Regions from separate parts of the Mus musculus genome. Here region 1 is linked to region 2. The links are chromatin contacts, called in public promoter capture Hi-C maps. All regions are on one chromosome and are shown on one strand. The core of a region is the stretch at or near the end of the contact, and the rest is flanking DNA. Distances in the headings are between cores, read along the strand shown.

What was found. Promoter capture Hi-C pulls out the DNA fragments that hold promoters and counts their contacts.
Region 1: a promoter capture Hi-C map of the C10 cell line shows a contact between it and region 2. The contact joins two enhancer-like sites. A contact is called at or near these places in 1 of 39 promoter capture datasets (the C10 cell line), 1 of 115 datasets of contacts at active chromatin or transcription factors (pancreatic cancer cells) and 3 of 9 other capture datasets (adipose tissue, liver and pancreatic islet).

The regions. Positions count from the first base shown.
Region 1 is chr6:115,003,770-115,007,068 of GRCm38.p6, forward strand. It overlaps Tamm41 (TAM41 mitochondrial translocator assembly and maintenance homolog), which reads right to left. Exons shown (of 8, transcript NM_026894.1): 8 at 612-750. The coding sequence ends at 674. Among named protein-coding and RNA genes, the nearest start is that of Tamm41, 32 kb to the right of the region's middle. Within about 2 kb of position 1,947, at least 43 of the 459 cell types and tissues checked have an H3K27ac peak or open chromatin away from gene starts, as enhancers often do.
Region 2 is chr6:114,660,849-114,664,533 of GRCm38.p6, forward strand. The region is part of intron 1 of Atg7 (autophagy related 7); the gene reads left to right. Among named protein-coding and RNA genes, the nearest start is that of Atg7, 20 kb to the left of the region's middle. Within about 2 kb of position 1,718, at least 20 of the 459 cell types and tissues checked have an H3K27ac peak or open chromatin away from gene starts, as enhancers often do.

The sequences.
Region 1 (3,299 bases), core at 697-3,196, 340 kb after region 2:
GAAGCTGCAAGGGGTCGTCTAGGGCTCTGCACCCAAAAGTCAGTCTGCTACACAACTTCATACAAAACAGGCCAAAACCAAACCAAACCAAAAAAAAAAAAAAAACAAACTGAAAAGACAAAAACCAAAACCAAAATCCCACCAAGTGAATGGGGACTGGGGCACTAGAAGAGAGCCCAGCTTATGTACCCTGTAGACTTTACAGGCTACAAGTTCAAACGCACAGTAGCAGCACCTGTCATGTCCAACTCAGTGTGTCCTCAAAGTCAGAACCTTTTGTTCAGCATGGATCACAAAATGCACTCACAGCTCTGTACCTAGAAGCCTTTTCTTGGGGTCCAAAGTCCTCTCATGTGCTTGGGTAGCACCTGAGTTAGTGTCTGACAGTGAATTAAAAAAAAAAAAAAATCAACCATAGCCAAGCATCGTGGCACACACCTTTTAATCCCAGATTCAGGAGGCAGAGGCAGGAGGATCTCTGTGAATTTGAGGCCAGCCAGGCTGTAAAGTGAGACTCTGTCTAATAAAGACCCAGAAACAAACCAAACCTTACCAAGCATGACTCAAACCTTGGTCTCCTCGATTTCAAGCAGCCAGTCAGAGTGACAAGCAACTCTTAAAAAAGCATGGAGCCATTTATTCATAATCTACACGTAACACAACATCAGTCAAGTCAGGACGCTTTTCTCATCCACCCTTTCCACATTTTGTTCAGTTTCCGTGAACTATAAATCACAGACTTCTTCATACCTGCAAGAAAAAAGAAGCGTGGATGAGGAGTGAGTCCTGTTCGGTGGACACGCAGCTACCGTCCCAGAGGCTTGTCTTTGGGTTCGGGCTACAGTGGGCTGACTGGGGCGTTTTGAGAGGACCTGGGAGCCGAAGGCCATTAGAGGCCGCAGAGACTCTGAGCTGGGCCCCTGCTGTGCAGCACCATTCTGTGTCTGACCAGGATTCCTGGGGTTGAAAGGGGTTCTGGCAGCCACTGGGCTTCCCAGGTCTTTTAGAAGGGAGGAGCCTTCTGGTGCTCCCTCTCGACAGCAGGAGCATCCCAGTCACTGCTGCTCTGTGTCCCACGCACGCCACCTGTCTGCCTAGAGCAGATGCAGTTCCAACGACACATGCCAGGCTGCTCTCTTGCCTGGTGCTCGCCTCTTGAATAGCATTTACCCCTCTGTTCTGCACTTGTAGCTGATTCTCCTGTCTCTGCCTAGACTGACAGCTCCCCAGGACAGGGCCCTTGTTCTATTCACCCAGCGTTCCTTTCACCTCATGCAGTACCTGGTACCCAGCAGCACACAGGAGATGCTTAGCTGAGTCTTCTGAAGTGGCAGAGTGAAGATTGGTTCTTATAGGCCTCTGACTTTATCCCAACTACAAAATCCCAGAGAAGAGGCTCTCTGAGGCTTATGGGAAACGCGTACCAAGGGATAAACTGGGTGCTAGTATTCTCAGCTGGTGCTTTAGGGTGTGGCCTGAGGAGCTGAAGCCTTCTTCTCTTTGTGCTCTGGGTTGGAAGTGTATGCTCCTGGCTGTGGCTTGGTGACCATGTTGACAAGATGGGAGGATTAACTGGGTAGTGATCTTTTAAACTACCTGGCCCTGTTAACTGGAAGCTGCCTCACCTGCTTGGAATCTGTGGCTACTGCAGGCAGTGACAGGGAGAAAGGCAGGGTTCCCAAAACCATTAGCAGATGTGTCTGGATTCGTGTTCTCAGCTTGACATGATCTCGTTGAGAAACTCCAAGTTTTCACTGCCTCCACCCCTCTTAATTTTCTCCCTGAAGCAATGACTCTGGTCAGACTCACCCACCTGAGCACTAAGGCTGGAAGATCATTACATAAGGTGCTGTTTCGAATTTCAGCAGAACCAACCAGAAGGCCGAGCAGAAGCCAGGCAGTCACACATGCAGGACTCAGCACAGCAAGCCCAGGCTGCTGAGTCACGGCTGGAGACCGACCAACTCCTCTTGCCATAGCTTAGTGACAAGCTCCTCTGAGATTGTCAGGTAAATACTGACCATGGCTGAGTGGCCCTGGGTGCCATCTTCAGCTGCTTAGAGCACTAGATGCCTCCCTTGACCGAACACAATTCCTCCTTCAGCGGTCAGAAAGCCTGCAGTAGGGGACTGTGCCACAAAGAACACTAGGAAATGACTGCTTATGTGCACTTCCATGCAGAGGGGCCCTGAGGTTAGATTTCCATGGGCTCCGTCCATAGCCACACCACTCTGAACGTGCTCGATCCCACCAGGTTTTCTCAAGAGCTGAGGTTTGCTCAAGGTAAGAACAATTAATTTCACCAAAGGCTTAAAATATTTCAGCCAACAATTTCATAAAATTGAAACAGTGTTCTTCAAAGGACAGCAAAGTCTGTGAAGCACCGGGGGCAGGTGGGAAAGCCCCCTGTGGAGGCTCTGTGGAGGAGCCAGAGTGGCACGCCAGGGCAGGAGCTGTTCACATTACCACATCAAACAGGAGTGGGGTCCAGGAACAGCCTGAGCTCTGAGGATGGAAGGGGGAAGGCAAGAGAAAGGAGGAAGAGAAACCGTCTAAAGCAATTCAGGAAGAAAAAGCATCAAGAAGAAGGGGCCATCAGTGGGCCAACTTCTCCAGCACACACTCTAAGGTGGGGCCTGACACAATTCTATATCCACACCTATGAAGACAAAGTCAGTGAGCCTCTGAACACTTGCAGTGAGCCTCCAACTGACCTGTGTACAGGGAAAGGCTCATCCGAGGCAGAGCTACAGCTTAATTTGACAGGTTAGACATGGCTGGGTGTGGCAGTGGACACCTACAACCCTAGAACCCAGAGAGCAAAGCCAGACAACTGAGGTCACAGCAGCCTCAGCTACAGATACCCAATCAGAATAGAGGAGGGAAGCAGGAAAGGGGGGAGGGAGGGAGGGAGGGAGGGAGGGAGGGAGGGAGGGAAGGAGAAAGAGAGAGAGAGAGAGAGAGAGAGAGAGAGAGAAAGAGAAGGAGGAGGAGGAGGGAGGGTGTTCAACCTTAAGTGATAAACACATCATCAGAAAGATGATGTAAGATGAAAATAACGATTGGCTCCACTGTGTTTCAGGAATGGGATGAGGAGCAGCGAGGCATGCTGGGATATCTCTTAGGGATAAGACTAAACGTGTCCTGTTAATTCAGCGGAGTCTTTTGAAGTTGGGAGATTTAACTCTGATTGACCATAAAGACAGGAGGGAGAATTAGACTAATCGGCTTCCCGCACCTCAGAGGGTGGCACCCCAGTCTCTGGGGTTTGCATCTGCCTCCTGCCTCCTTCTTCTCCT
Region 2 (3,685 bases), core at 468-2,967:
TGTTTGTTTTTAAATTTGTGGGATCCACCTCAGCAGGTCACCAGAGAACAGTCAGGGGAAAGTGAGTTGGGCCTGATCTTGGGGAGGGAGCTATGGACATCTGATTCTGCAGGCCTGAGTGCAGGCCTTTGCACTGCTGTGGCTCCTCGGCCTGTCTCCCCTTACATTAAGTGTTTAGCTTATATTGGAAGGAGATCAGTAGCAAATGAGTATCCAAACACAGGTTGTTGGTTAGCTTAAGAGAGGAAAGAATAAAGATTCTGAAAAGGTCTTTTCACACAGATCCTACTGTAGATGGTATGGCAGTTGTCATTGGATGGCTGCATACAATGTATAGCGTATGCTTGATGTGTATAGAAAGATGCTTAATGCTTGGAAGAATGAGCATCAAGGGAGAACACTTCCCATTGGCCAATTATGAGGTTTTGTAAAGGGATCTGGGAAGATCACTTAGCAAAGGGCATGAAGACCAGAGTTTGCACTCCAGAACCCATGTGAAAATACTGGACACCACCCAGCAAGGTGGCTCAGCAGTGGGAAGGTGCTTGCCACCAAGCCCAACGACCTCATTCATTCAGTCCCAGAACCTACAAGGTAGAAGGAAAGAACCAATTCCCACAAATTGTCCTCTGACCTCCTTGTGCATGGCATGATACACTTTCACACCCCATCTGCCTAGTAAAAAATAATGTAAAAATAAATGCTGGGCTTAGTGCTGGGTCGCAAAGACGAGAAGAGGCCTGGGGCTCACTAGTCAGCCATTCTAGCCTGTGAGTTCCAGGGCAACGAGGTGGGTGTTGCTCCTGATAAAGGTCTCTAAGAGATAGAAGGGAGTTGTCCCAGCAAAGAGGGGAAAGATTTCTTAAGAATACAGGGAATGGCAGCCATGGCCATCAGCCCCACGGTAGCACCAGGTATCCATCGGCATAACCTGGGCTGCTGGTCAGGCTTCCTGACTCCTGGACACCAACCTTGTTTTTTGTCCCCTGCATAGGAAGATACATGGGACCCAGGCAACTCAATTTTTAAAAAAAGATTTATTTTTCTCTGTGTGTCAGTGTGCTAGTTTGTATGCAAGCATAGTGCCCTTGTGGGACCAGAAGAAGGCATCAGATCTTGTGGAGAGCTGGAGTTACAGACCGTTGTGAGCTGCCATGTGGGTGCTGAGAACTCTAGTCCTGGAAGAGCAATATGTGCTTTTAACCACTGAGCCATCTCTGCAGCCTCACACACCTCATTTTCCCGAATCTCTCATTAGGGTGGTGCACACCTATAATCCCAGCACTCTTGAGGCTGAGGCAAGAGAATCAAAAGTCTGTGGACAACCTGGGCTATGTAATGAGACCCTGAGTGAAGCATTGCCCAATGTATGATGCTAGTCTTTGTAATCAGTGAGGCTCACCAGTTCTATAGGAAAAGGATTCATTATTTTCATCCTTTCTGCTGTGTTCTACTGATTTTTCTCAACTTCCTAGGCCTGTTGAGATTATTCCATCCAGTCACGCTGGGGCTCTTGTGCCCAAGTGTACTTTGAAGTGGGCAGAACATGAAGTGGCCTGTAGAAAGTAGTTCTCCCTAAGGCTTTCATCAGCAAAGTAACCTAGCCCCAGCCATGGGGCCACAGGCAGCTCTTGTGGTGTCCTTTGTCCTTGCTCTTCTCTAAGGGCTAACCAAGGCTCCTCCTTCCTCTGTCCTCCTTGGTGGGATTAAAGGCATGTGCCACCACAGCCAGGCCCCTTTTCAAAGTATAATTATCAATCAGGGTATATTGCACTTTGTAATGGACTGTACTGGGCCATCTCAATACAAGTGGGTGTTGTGCTTTGGTATTCATTGTACCTCTTTTACCGCCTCTTCTCTTTCCTTTGTAGTCTTCTTTCTTGAATTGAAATTCCAGCTTCTGCAGATAAGCGGAAACGTGTGCTATTTGTCTCTGTCTTCTTTAATGATGACTCTTAGTTCTATCGATTTTTATGCAAACACCCTGATTTCCTTCTTCTCTATGGCTCACCAGCACTCCATTGTGGCTATGTAGAAGTTTTCTTTCTCCATTCATCTGCTGATTCCGGAGATTGACTGATGTGTACAGTGCTGCGATAAGCAGCTTGCTTATGTCTCCAGTATATAAGGTCATAGAGCCTGTGGTACATGCCCAAGGAACAGTGTGGCTCAGTTACATGGTAGTTACATGGTGCCTTTTTCAGGAAGCATTTGGCTGCAGCTGCATGCATTCATTTCCAGGTTCCTGTATTTTATTCCACTGGTCTACATGATGTATTTTCTCAATACATCACACTAATTTTGCTACTACATATAACTCTGTACTATACTGTGAGTGTGTGTATGTAAAAATTAATAGAAAGGGTATCATTGTATAGCTGTGACTGGACTAGAACTCTGTAGACCAGGCTAGCCCTTTACTCACAGAGATCTGCCTGCTTCTACTTCCTGGGTGCTGGAGTTAAAGGCACGCACCTCGCCCAGCTTCTATCGTATATTTTGAATTTAGGTACCGCAGTGACCCCAACATTGCTCCTTTTGACAGGATTGTTCTGACTTTACCGGGTCTTTTGTGTTTCCACATAAATTTGGTTTATTTTGTTTGAGCCATGTCTGGGCTTGGCCTCTCAATCCTCCTGCACCTTCCTTCCCTGTGCTGATATTACAGGCACACCCATACCCAGGTGTGTGCTTTAGGATTTTTCTCTAGCTTCATAAAGAATGTTGCTTTTTTTATTGGGGACTGTGGCCAATGTAAGCCTTGCTGCAGTAGCGTGGTCACTTGAAAGCAGTACTAACTGTCCTGACTCAGACACGAGAAGTCTCTTCACTGTATGGCAGTGTTCTAGGTTTCACTGTTGGAGTCTTCGCCTCTTCAGTTGGCTTTATTCCTGGGATAATCTTGTTGTGAGCAGTGACAGTGGTTGTTTTCTTTCAGTCTCAGTGAGTTCACTACTGGCACATAGAAAAGCTAATGATTTTTCAACATTGATTTTGTACCCTGCTCCCTTGCTGGATTTGTTTATAGATTCTAAGAGTCTTGGCAGAGTTGTAAGGATTTCCTAAGAACAGACTCCTGCCATCTGCAATCAGGGATAATCTGACTTCTCCCTTCCTGTTGACATCACTTTCTTTTTCTTTGTTGCTGTTCTGGCTAAAATTCCAAGTACTGAATGAGCCATGAGTACAGACACCCTCATCTTTTCTGTCCTCCGAGGCTGCAAGCTTCTGCTCCCTCAGCCAAACAGAGGTCCTAGGATGTCCCATCTTGCATTTATCATTCTGTAGTACAAGGGTTCTGTATCTTATTTTCTCATATCTTTGATTGGGAGGTGTGATGGTTTGAATATGCGTGGCCCAATGTAAATTGGGAACGTGGCACTATTAGGGGATGTCGCCTTGTTGGAAATAGGTGTGGCCTTGTTGGAGGAAGTGTGTCACGGTGAGGGTGGACTTTGAGGTATCTTAGTGCTGAAGCTCTACCCAGTGTGGAGAAGATGCTCCTCCTGGCTGGCTGGCTTCATATCAGCATGTGAAACTCTCTGCTCTTTCAGTATCATATCTACTTGTAGGCTGTCATACTTCTCTCCATGATAATAATAGACTGAACCTCTGAAACTATAAGCCAACCCCAATTAAATGTTGCCTTTATAAGAGTTGCCTCGATCATGGTATCTCTTCACAG